Linked DNA regions of Mus musculus: regions 1, 2 and 3 are each linked to region 4. The links are chromatin contacts, called in public HiChIP or PLAC-seq and promoter capture Hi-C maps. All regions are on one chromosome and are shown on one strand. The core of a region is the stretch at or near the end of the contact, and the rest is flanking DNA. Distances in the headings are between cores, read along the strand shown. Region 1 has its middle 15 kb from the start of Dmbx1. Region 2 holds the start of Atpaf1 (ATP synthase mitochondrial F1 complex assembly factor 1). Region 3 has its middle 8.7 kb from the start of Gm38492. Region 4 holds the start of Tal1 (T cell acute lymphocytic leukemia 1).

Region 1 (2,700 bases), core at 141-2,640, 900 kb before region 4:
TAGGAACTCTCAGGGCTAAGATCTTCATCAGACATCAGATGGTGATGATAGTGATGATAGAACTGGCTGGCTGGGTAGAGCAATGGTGAGCACTGTGTACAAGCAGAAACAGGGTTGGGTTGCAGGGATTAGGGATGCCCATGAGGGTGGCTTGGGTGGCGGTCGGTGGCATTAAAGGAGGAGGTGAAGGTGATGGTGGTATGCAAGGCATAAGAACAACATTCACTGTCACCTATAATCCCAGCACCTGGGAGGCTGAGCCAGGAGTATTTTGAGTTTGAGGCCAGGTTGGGTTGCCTAGTGAAACTCTGGGGAAAGAAAAGAAAAGAAAGGAAAGGAAAGAAAAGAAAGGAAAGGAAAGGAAAGGAAAGGAAAGGAAAGGAAAGGAAAGGAAAGGAAAGGAAAAGGAAAGGAAAAGAAAAGAAAAGAAAAGAAATGAAAAAAAAGAAAAAAACCCAAAACCCTGAAAAACACGTAGTGGCTGAGCTCAGCTTTTTGGTTGGAGGATCACACTCTTCCAGGTTTTTTAGGCCTCTGGGAGGACTGATTTTCAGTAAGACTGAAGTCAAGGAGGGAGCAAAAATATCTTGTTCTATTGATCAACTAGGATCTTTGGGTCCCGGGTAGTGAAAAGGACAGAGGGAGGCAGACAGTGCTGCAGGGGCAGCTGGAGCTTGCCTTGCCCGGTTTCTTCCTGCTTCTCCTGGCCTTTGTCACTCTCTAAGCCCAGTATGTCTGCTCCTAAGAGTGGTCCCCACTAACGGTGCAGACAATGCCATAGGTAAGCCACCCATCCCATTATGGAACTCTGCTGGCCTTGTCTGCCCAGCGCAGGCCTGCCTGCTTCTTTCTGGCTGCTGCACTGAGCAGCAGTCTTAATAGAGAATCCGCCTCTGCGCTGCGGCTCCCCGCCCGCCCGCCCATCCCTATTATCGGCACCATCAACGGCGGCAAATGACACTCTCGGAATCTTGACTCCAATCTGATGCCTGGTCCCCGGGGCCGAGGAGAGGCGCAGGCCAGCTAGGCTGGGGGGCTGGGGAGGGGGTGTGCAGTAATAGGATGTGGCCGAGGATAGTCTATTAGCATTGCTGGAAATGTTGATGAGCCCCCTTTCTGGCCCCTTGTCGTCCCATCCTCGCTCAGCCAGACACTGAGGAGGCCTTGGTGGGGGTGGGGGGAATAGTTTGTGGGGCTGGGGCTGGGGTCCAGATATCAAGCTCCCTTGGGGACCATAGACCTTAGAGGAAGGTCAAGAAAATAGTTTATTTAGCCTTTTAGCCTTCTGACCACTGATCTGGGAGGAAGAGGGAGTGGGGTCCTTTCTAGCAGGGAGCACGTGATTTTTCCATTTCCAAAACAATGGGTCCTGGGGCTTCAGGTCTGGAAGGAGCCCCAAGGAGCAGTCCTCCCACCCACTCTCCCTTTTCCGGCCTCTTGAAAGTAAGCTGTTCAGTTCCTCCCTGGGATGCTTGCTAAGTGTTTCCTCTTTGGGAGTTCTGATTGGCTTTTCTCAGTATCAGCATCCTGAGATGCCTAGAGGTCACCTACCCACAAGACAGCTTCCCTGGGTTTGGAGAGGAAGTTAGGTCTCAAGCCTGTTTTCCTGGGCTACCTCAGTTCCTCATGGCTGCAGATCTGTTGGCCTGTGTGTAATGTGTTTATGGAAGGGTAGTAAAAGGCTGAGCCCAACCACAAGGTACAGAAGAGGCAGGGGAGATAGTGGGTAGAACCCCGGATGCATGAATGCAGAATAGTCGGATTCTAACCCAGTCCAGTTGCTTTGAGACCCTAGGAGAGCTACACACTGTCATCCTAAGTGCTTCTCCTTGCCCTGCCCTCTCTTCAACTGTCCTTTTTAGGATGATGAGCTAGGAGAGGTGGCACACACCCATATCCCAGTACCTGGGTTAGAACCACCAGGAGTTCAAGGTCATTATCAGCTACATAGTGAGTTCAAGGCCAGCCCAGGCTCCATGAGCCCTTGTCAAACAAACAAACAAACAAGCAAACAAACAAACAAAACTGGACCCCAAATTTGAAGAGAAAACGAAGCCCCTCAGGAGACTGAGGAGTTCTAATAGCTCATTGCTTTGGGAAGCCATGCATTTGGGGCTCGATGATATACAATAGAGTCAAGTTAACACCTCTCTTCTGTCCATGAAAACAGCTTGAAGGGGATGGGAGAAAATGAAGCAAAATGTAGAATGTGGTGTTGGGCCTGGCTCTATGGGACAGGCAAATGGGTGAGAGGGTAGAAGGCCTATCCTGTCTGGCTCTGTCCTATCCTGAAGGGTGTCTGACAAGTTGGAAGCCAGAGCACCTAGGCCAGCAAGACTGAACTTCTTAAAGCCCAGCTTTGCCAGAAGAAGAAGAGGTTGGACTAGCTGATCCAGGAAGGGGAAGAAAGAGCCATAGCCAGCTCTCCCCTCCCCCAAGCCTGGGCTTCTAAGCATCACGCCGAACTCAATCTGTTCTGCCCACTGCTTCCACCATGCCCCAGAGTCCAGAGGCCACAGACGGTCAAGCTGTTTGCCTCTGCTGAGTGGCTGCCCTCGGTGCCCCCAGCAGGGGCCTGGCCATCAGTCACAGGGCTGGCAGTCCTCAGGGCTGGACATAGAGCCTTATGGGCAGGGATAGATGTAGACTGTGGGTAGAAGGCAGCAGGGGGCACGGTCTCCTGGGCCCCCTTGGTGGCCT
Region 2 (2,700 bases), core at 120-2,619, 730 kb before region 4:
CTTGCTCTCTTATAGAACCCAGGACTACCAGCCCAGGGATGGCACCATCCACAATGGGTCCTCCCACCCTTGATCACTAATTGAGAAAATGCTTTACAGCAGGATCTCATGGAGGCATTTCCTCAACTGAAGCTCCTTTCTCTGTGATAACTCCAGCTTGTGTCAAGTTGACACACCAAACCAGCCAGTACACCTAGTTAGAGGATGCTGCTGCCCCGCGTGAAGACGAAGAACTTAAGGGAGTGGAATTAAAATGAGACAAAATGCAGAGAACTTCTAGCCGGTAACGTCTGGCTTCCTTTCAGAAGTGCCTTCCTATAGCACCAAACTCTCAGACCACCATTCCTTACCTTCATCCTTCGTCCTGGAACTAGGCACCCACTCTACCTACCTTAACAGCCATAACCCTACGACACTTTTCCTCCTCAGTGCTGGAGATGGAACTCAAGGCCCAGTGCATAGTAAGCAAGTTCTCTTCTACTAAGCCACACCTCTTTCATCTTCACGGTTTACCTTCTGGAAGCTGACGCCTTAGGAACCCTGGTTACAGTCAGATAAACCTTAACCAACTGTGTGACCTCGGGCAAGACTCTACCTCTCTCCAGATCCCTACATTTCCTTAGTGAGAGGGTTCAATGGGCAATACAAACGTAACATTATCATATCAGTCTTTGCCACAATCCCAGTCTCCTTGTCCAGGCAGTCAGGGCCCTAAGCTGGGAGAGCCTGTGAACTTGATCTCTCAGGCAGGTATCTGCTGACTCAACATGTGACCTTGAGCAAATCAAATGCCTTCGCTGAAGGTCTTCATTTTCATCTTCCTAAGTAGGGGACAACTTTCTCTGAGCTGTCTTCTTCATAGGGCTTTAAAGAGTGTTTTGACGACTGTGGAAAGACCCAAAGAGTCTGCAGAGATGTGACTTTAGGCAAGTGGCCTGGCCTCTCTGAACTTGGAAACAAACTATTGGTATAGCAGGGCCAGGGCAAGCCCACCGTCCCGGAGAGTAGTGCATGCCGGAAGCTCTGCCCGCCGGTCGTGAGTCCCCACCCCCACCCGACCAGGACCGCACCTGCGCAGCTGCTGGATCTTGTCCCGGTAGCGGTCGTAGAAGGGGTTCGCTTCCAGCTCGCTGACCCCACTGCCGTCTGCTCCCTCGGGGGGCAGGCCCGAGCCCCGGCGCACCGGGAACACGCGCAACTGTGCCGGTGACACGAACCCCAGCCCCAGGGCGCGGCTGCGCACTGCACACAGGCCTCGGTAGAGACCCGCCACCTGCAGGACTGCGGGGCACGCTCCACCCGCAGCGGACACTACCGCCGCCATGGCCGCCTGCGACTCCCCCTCCTCCTCCTCGGGCGCGTCAGCCTCGGCCCCCGGCCCGCGCGCCTGCTCCATCTCCCGCAAGGTCCGCGAGGCCCGCGTTCCGCCACCGAGGTTCCGCGCGCTCAAGGTTCCGGGTGCTGGAGTGGAGAAGGGACAACGACGCTTCGGGCTGGCAGCTCCCGGTTCTGCCCACCCGCTCTAGGGGTGTCGTGGCGCGTCTCCTCCCGGGAGTCTGCCAGGATTCACCCCACCCCCTACCCCCGACCAGCAGCCTCTGCGCGCCAGGCTTCTGGAAAGCTGGCTTGCATCTTCGGGTTCTCACAGGGCTTGCCCCTTTTCTAAATTTACTTGGCACTAGCTGTAACAGTTTCTTTAGCTGCAAAGGATGTCTGAACATCATAGCTGAAGCTTCTCTTTATCAGTGTCTATTTGCAGAAGGTTCCATTGGCCTCATACCCTATGAAGTAGATATTAACCTCATTTTACAGATGGAGAAGCTAAACAGGCTGTGAACCATTAAAGTAGTAAGTTCCACCTAAAAGCTAAGCTTTTTAAAAACGCAATGCCTCTGAAGTCTGGGTTCCTTCCTGGCATTTAATTGAACTACTTTCCTCAGAGACATAAGGAATTATCCTGGACAAGTCTTTATTTGGGCTCTCCCCTTCTCAACCAAAATGTCACCATCTTCATTTGCTGAACCAAACTTGAGCTTAGGAACAATGGTATCTCACCTGCTACCATCCAAAGCAGACCTTATGTGAGGGCAGTCACATGGAAGTCCTTATCTGGACCTTAGTTGATAGGAACCTCTCCCGAGGCAGGAACAGGGACTCCAAACTCTGTTCAATACAGCCTGCGCTCAGACATCAGACTCTCGATGCTGGGACAGTGCATTGGGAGATATGGAAGTCTGACTTTGCTGGCCTGTACCTGGCTCAGAATTTTTCCACGTGCTGTTTCCTCTGCTCAAACAGGCATGCATTGCCTCCTCCTCATCTGGAACTCAGTTCTCTCAGCGCCTCAAAGAGACCTCTAGAGAAACCTCCCCATCCTTTAAAAAAAAAAATTGTGTTCAAGTGTGGTGAAGCACATGTGGAAATCAGAAGACAATTTTGTGAAATAGGCTCTCTCCTTCTTTTCCAGTTTCCAACTCCTTTCCAGCTGATCTAATTCAGCTCTCCAGGCTCACAGGGCAAGTGCTTTTAAGCTGCTGAGCCATCTCTCCCCCATTCCTCCTTATAGTCTATCTTTACTCTTCCCCCACCCAGAGCTGAGGACTGAACCCAGGGCCTTGTGTAAGCACTCTACTAAGCTAAATCCCCAACCCTTTCCAGTCTTTTTTTTTTTTTTTTTTTTGGTTTTTCGAGACAGGGTTT
Region 3 (2,700 bases), core at 49-2,548, 920 kb before region 4:
TCTCTAGTCTGCTGCCTCCCGTCCCTGCCTTCCAAAGCTGGTTACCAAGTATGGACAACAGAGGGCAGCATTGAGCTTCACACAGCGGAGCCATTGCCTTGTGCTCTCAGACCCATTGCAAACTGCACTTCCTTCCCCTCTTCAGATCCTCCAGCTCCAATCCATAGATGAGGAAATCGGTTCTTGGAAGGACAGAGAGGAGGATGCAGGAACAAGTTAGGCAATTTGACGCTGGGTTAAAGTTCGCAGGTTTTAAGGTAGAGGGAGTAGAATTTTTGGGAAGATGAAATTAGCTACAGGAAAGAGAGCAGGGGATGCCAGGTCCAGGGGCTGAGTAAATAGGAAGTACTGTCATGGGGACAGACCTTCAGGGCTGGCTTTTCTCTAGTCTATTGAGCTAATGCTTTTTTCTCCTTATTCCCAGTCCAGCTTCATCCATGACTTTAATCTCTGTCCCATTACACAGCAACACCGCTGATCTGAGTGACTGTGTTCCCCAGTTCCTCTGTGGGGGCCTCCCTGAGGTCAGTGTTGGGGTGCACATAGGATCCTCTGGAACAGGACAGCTTCTACTCCCTTCCCAATCTTAACCTGGCAGCCAAGGAGGCTTGATCTGGGCTTGGGTAGGTCCTGCTTTGGCTCTGTCACTGTGTGACCTTGGGCAGGAAGCCCAGTTCCTCCAAACATCTCTAAGAGGGCACTAAAGATTCTGCCACGGACTCTGGAGGTTGCAGACCTATAGAGGTGAGGAGCAGGTGGAAGGGACTTGGGCTCCCTAAGCTATGAGTGTGTGAGGCAGGAGGCTACCTGACTAGGTGTCAGAATCCAGAGTTCTCAGGGAAAAGCTGGCCTCTCGGTGGGAGTCTGTGAGACAGCAACAGTGTGGGTCATTACCTCAGAAGAGTTTAATTCACAAGCAAGAAAAGTTCTTGGTGTGAAGAGATCTATCTCTACAGCCGCTGGGCCTGAGGCCTCGCACCCACACCCTTTGAGAAATAGGGTTGCCAGAGTTCGAGTTTGGTGGACTGCTGATAAGAACTATTGCCTCAGTTCCAGCCTCAGTTTCCCCTTTGACGGCGTGGGGAAGAGGTCCCCGTGTTCCCAGCCCTTGCTTTCTCCTGGAAGGCTTCACCAGTGCAGACCTGCCTCGCCCCTGCAGCCTTTCCCTTTTCCACCCAGAGTCCTGCTCCGCAGACAGGACCGCAGAGCGGGCGTCTGCCCTCCGGGGGGACCTGGACCCGAGGGCCCGGTGGTGCGGACTCCGCCAGGCGGGCCCGATCGCTCCCGCCGTGCTGCAGCTCGCTCTGCGCACGGCCGCCCCGCCTGCCGCGCCTCCCCGGGCGCCCGCATTAAAGCGCATATGCAAGCCATGAATTATCAACTGAAAGGAGTCAATTACCGGCTCTAAAAACGAGTGTCTGCGCCCGGAGCGCCCCGGGCCATCCGCCTATTTACGGAGCGATTTCCCCCGCCCCGCTGGGGAGGAGGCCACGGGAGGGGGGGGGGGAGAGTTGAAGCCACGGAGCCCGAGACTGAGGGAGAGAGGTCTAGAGACAGGAGTGGGAGATGCGGGGGGTGGGGGTGGGGGCTGAGGAACCTTAAGGAGTGAGGGTCGGGAAGGGAGAAAAACAGCCCCGGCCCCTTCCATCTTCAAAGCAGTGAGTTTGAAGTGGGGTCCTAGGGACTTTCAAGCCCTGAATATCTGTTTAAGGACCCAGCCCTGGAAAGGGTGGCCTCTAGACTAGACCTGGAGAGGATGAGCATCCTCTCCAGGAGGTTATTCCATCCTTGCAGGAAAGTGGGGGAGCAGGCTGCCGCATTGTCCATGAGGAGCAACCACTGGGGAAAAGGCAGGAGGTGTGAGGAACAGGGACCCAGTGTTGGTGGAGTCCAAAGTGGGGGCGTTTGCATTGCCCCTCAGCAGTGACAGAAAAAATAGCCAAACCAATCCCACTGTGCCCTGGAAGTTCTTTGACCTCCTCACCCACTCCAGGTACTCTCCTCCGGAAGTGCTTTTCTTGCCTGCCCGTTGTTTGTACCTTCTTCTGTACATGCACCTGCCTCCAGTATAGCACTCACTAACTACATCCTATTCCTTAATCCGGACCTGACTTCTCTAGCAGGCAATGGGCACCATCATGGTTGTCTGTCTTGCTCAGTACTGCATTTGCCAAGGGAGCTCTGTAAAACTTTTAGCAGGCAGGCAGGCAGGGAGGGAGGGAGGGAGGGAGTGATGGAGGGAGGAGTGAAGTAGCCAGAGGGGACTTAGGCCTAGATGTGACCAGGACGGCAAAATGCATAGACCCAAAACAGGCCTATGGGATTGGACTGCTTCAGACTTGCACAGTGTGTGCGGGGGTGGGGTGGGGGGCGTGAGTGGGGGTTGGGGGTGAGAGGGGCTGAGGACAGGCCAGCCCTTTCTTTGCAGCAAGGGACAGGGGAAGTGGGAGAGGAAGCAGGAAGCAAGAGACCTGAGGCCTTGTGCATTAGCCCAGCAGTCACTGCCAGAGGCCCTTGGCTTTGCCCTGAGTGCTTCAGGGCCCCTAACATCCTAGATTTCCTCTGCAAGCACAGACAGGGAGCCCTCAGAAATTTCCCATAGACCTATCTATGCTCCGAGCTGTGAGCTTGCAATCAGCCTTTCTTTTCTAGGGTGTGCCTGTGACCAGGCCTCTAAATTCAGAGCTTCAGGTTTCTTAT
Region 4 (2,700 bases), core at 65-2,564:
GAGCAGGAAGATGTAATTCTCTATTTGACGAGGGTGGAGAGAACGGGATGGAAAAACAAAAACAAAAACAAAAACAACAACAACAACAACAACAAAAACCCAAGAGTTTTCAGGCCCTGGCTGCTGGGTCAGAACCTGGGAGCCCTGGTCCCATACTCCTCATGACCCCATCTTTCAAGTTCCTGCCCAGGACAAGGCAGAACCTGTTTCCAAAGATCCTATTTCCCTTGCAGGGATGAAAGGGAGAGAGAGAGAGCTCTATCTGTTTTAGCTGGGTCCCTTGTTTTCTTTCTAATGGATGCAGAGATATAAAGGAAGGTATTTCACCATTTCTTCCACCACCTTTGCAAAAGATTTTCGACTTTCGGGGTTTTGACTGGCAGTAGATGAGAGTTAACTCTTACACCTCTTATACTGTTTCGCAGCGATAAACAAAGCAAAAGGAAAGACGGGCCAAAGCAGACCGACGCCACTTCCAAGAGCGGTAGCTGGATTTCGTTTGCTTTTATTTTTCGCCTCCTTTTTTTTTTTTAATTGTTTTGCCTGAGATGTCCACCGCCCAATGGCACATCGAAGTCTTGGGTTAATTGCGAAGGCTTCCTTCTCTCCGCTGCGGCTTTGGCGGAAGCTCAGAACTGCCTCCTCCCTGGCTTTCAATTCAGTGCGGGAGGTTTTCTTTCTCCTTGCTAATCCAGAGAAGGAGGGAAGAGGAGGGGAGACGCGGGGAATACACTCGTTCCCGTTGTTACTTGAGGCTAATGTTTGTTTTATGGAGTGACTCTTTATTCTGACTACCTCTTCATTTTCTTTCCCTACCCCAAACCTGGCAAGTTAGGGGAAAAAAAAAAAAAGCAGCTAGGGAGGGGCCTAAGACAGGACAGGACTGCTTTGTTCTCCCTCCAAAGAAGCTAAAGGGTAGAACTGGTGAGCTTTTTGTTCGATTGTTTTAATTAAAAGCGGATATTAAGGGTGATGGTGATGATGACGAAGGTATTAACAATCGCAGTAAAAGGGGAAAACGCGATCCTTCTTGTCCAGCTAAGGTGGCCCTGAAGCGGTCCTTCCAACGTAAGTGGACTCCAAGGGCAGCTAACCTGCTAGGGGGTCTGACTGGACCGGGATGGGAAAGGGACTGAGAAAATGTCCCCCGGGACGATCCCGAGGACCCCCACCCCTGGCACCAGACCTGGAAAATGTGCCCATTGTCTTTCCCAGCCTCTCCCAACCACCGCGGACGCACCCGCGAAACTGACCAGAAATAGGCGAAACCCAGGGGCAGCGCGAATCCAGGCCTGGCGCTGCGGGCGGGAAGACGCTGGCCTCAGCGAGCGCGGCTCATCTTCCAGATTAGAAGATTCCCCCCGCACACACCAGGGGACCCCCGCAACACCAAGGCACAGACAGCCTCCGGACAGAGCTGCCGCCCACTGGGCTCTGTCCGCCCATCCGAGCCAACACTGGCTCCCGAATACATCATAATTTGGAATAAAATGTGAAATCCCACTCCCCGCCCCCATGCTGACGCCCCCACCAGCGCCTCGATCTCTCGCTCGCCCTCCCCCCACTCCCGCCCCCAGCGATTTGCAAACGCACCTCTAAAGGACACAGGCACACAGGCATAGGACTCTTGTTGGACAGGACCACACATGGTCCAGGCCCAGAGGAGGGAAGCAGATGAACACGAGCTAGCTCTGTCCCACAAGCCGGTGTAGGCAGACCGGCATACTGTCCAACATGACACAGCGACATCAGTCACACGCAAACGCTCACAGACACACAACCTCACAGGGTGAGGATCACACCCGCCCGACATAACGAAACCAGCCTAACACTTTGTCCAAGGCCACACACTGCGATACACCAGACCGACCTTGTGGAGAAAAGAAACAGGGCAATTTACATACAACGAATAAAACGCAGAGAGGTCGGAATCTCCACACCCAGACAGCGCAGGGTTTCACACTCCCGCACACGACCTATCGCCAAAAGCCCACGCGGGGAGTAGCCACCGCAGCCTGCCGCTCACGCAAGCACTCTCAACCCGGCCGCCCGCACACACCGCCCAGAAGCAATGGAAGCCGCCAGCGCCTTGCGCTTTTCTGTCTATTGCGCAAGGGGAAAAGGGGAAGGAAGGAAGAGAGTCTCCCCGGCGGGAGGGGCAGCGGAGGGGCGTCGTGGAAAGTGCCCCCCGGGAAGAGACGGGGGAGAGGGAGCCGAGGCTGGAGTGCGCATGGGGAAAGACGGAGGAAACGGACGGGCAATTCCACGGGAGGCGACTGTCTCCCGGCCCTGGGAAGAAGGCCGGGACGCTCACGTTTTGCGCCTTGGGGGTGTGCGTGGCCATGTTGGGCAGCCCCCGCCCGCGCCTCGCCGCGCGCTCTAATCCCGCTCCCGCCCGCGGCCTCGTTAGCGCCGGCCGTGTGCGCCGCCGAGATAAGGAGCCGCCTCGGGCCCGCCCGCCCCCGATAAGCGCCTCGGCCATTATGGGCCAAATGATTCATTTTAATTTGGCAATTTCTCCGGAGGGAGCGGGGACGGGTTGCGGCGCTGGGATGGCCCAGGAATGCGCAGAGGAGAGGGCTGAGCGCTCACGTTGGGACCCGGCGGGTTCCGCCCGTTCCCCACCCCTGGCCCCTCGGGATTCCCGCTCCCTACAAACAACCCGACTCGGATCTCCGCCTCCCAGATGCTCGTTCAGCG

The links. Promoter capture Hi-C pulls out the DNA fragments that hold promoters and counts their contacts. HiChIP or PLAC-seq counts read pairs in DNA pulled down with a chosen protein or histone mark.
Region 1: a contact with region 4 is called in an H3K27ac HiChIP or PLAC-seq map of embryonic stem cells, with 13 times the contacts expected there. The contact joins the enhancer-like site here to the promoter of Tal1 in region 4. A contact is called at or near these places in 8 of 39 promoter capture datasets (cranial neural crest, embryonic stem cells, frontonasal cranial neural crest and 3 more), 1 of 15 datasets of contacts at CTCF or cohesin (stem cell-derived epiblast-like cells), 36 of 484 Hi-C or Micro-C datasets (B cells, cardiomyocytes, cerebellar granule neurons and 16 more), 13 of 115 datasets of contacts at active chromatin or transcription factors (astrocytes, craniofacial prominence, embryonic basal ganglia and 5 more) and 2 of 9 other capture datasets (embryonic stem cells and liver).
Region 2: a promoter capture Hi-C map of embryonic stem cells shows a contact between it and region 4, with 4 times the contacts expected there. The contact joins the promoter of Atpaf1 here to the promoter of Tal1 in region 4. A contact is called at or near these places in 11 of 39 promoter capture datasets (the HPC-7 cell line, HPC-7-derived erythroid cells, cranial neural crest and 5 more), 1 of 115 datasets of contacts at active chromatin or transcription factors (embryonic stem cells) and 2 of 9 other capture datasets (adipose tissue and embryonic stem cells).
Region 3: a promoter capture Hi-C map of embryonic stem cells shows a contact between it and region 4, with 5 times the contacts expected there. The contact joins the enhancer-like site here to the promoter of Tal1 in region 4. A contact is called at or near these places in 2 of 39 promoter capture datasets (both in embryonic stem cells), 1 of 15 datasets of contacts at CTCF or cohesin (stem cell-derived epiblast-like cells), 4 of 484 Hi-C or Micro-C datasets (all in embryonic stem cells), 11 of 115 datasets of contacts at active chromatin or transcription factors (craniofacial prominence, embryonic forebrain, embryonic hindbrain and 5 more) and 1 of 9 other capture datasets (embryonic stem cells).

The regions. Positions count from the first base shown.
Region 1 is chr4:115,953,566-115,956,265 of GRCm38.p6, reverse strand. No RefSeq gene overlaps it. Among named protein-coding and RNA genes, the nearest start is that of Dmbx1, 15 kb to the right of the region's middle. Within about 2 kb of position 1,390, at least 6 of the 459 cell types and tissues checked have an H3K27ac peak or open chromatin away from gene starts, as enhancers often do. A contact at or near this core is called in embryonic stem cells and epiblasts, where this site is marked.
Region 2 is chr4:115,783,675-115,786,374 of GRCm38.p6, reverse strand. It overlaps Atpaf1 (ATP synthase mitochondrial F1 complex assembly factor 1), which reads right to left and starts at 1,369. Exons shown (of 9, transcript NM_001369233.1): 1 at 1,071-1,369. The coding sequence starts at 1,324.
Region 3 is chr4:115,978,264-115,980,963 of GRCm38.p6, reverse strand. No RefSeq gene overlaps it. Among named protein-coding and RNA genes, the nearest start is that of Gm38492, 8.7 kb to the right of the region's middle. Within about 2 kb of position 1,298, at least 20 of the 459 cell types and tissues checked have an H3K27ac peak or open chromatin away from gene starts, as enhancers often do.
Region 4 is chr4:115,056,425-115,059,124 of GRCm38.p6, reverse strand. It overlaps Tal1 (T cell acute lymphocytic leukemia 1), which reads right to left and starts at 1,314. Exons shown (of 5, transcript NM_001287388.1): 1 at 1,254-1,314. Gm33786 (a long non-coding RNA gene) reads left to right here. Exons shown (of 2, transcript XR_376559.3): 1 at 1-1,068; 2 at 1,216-1,503.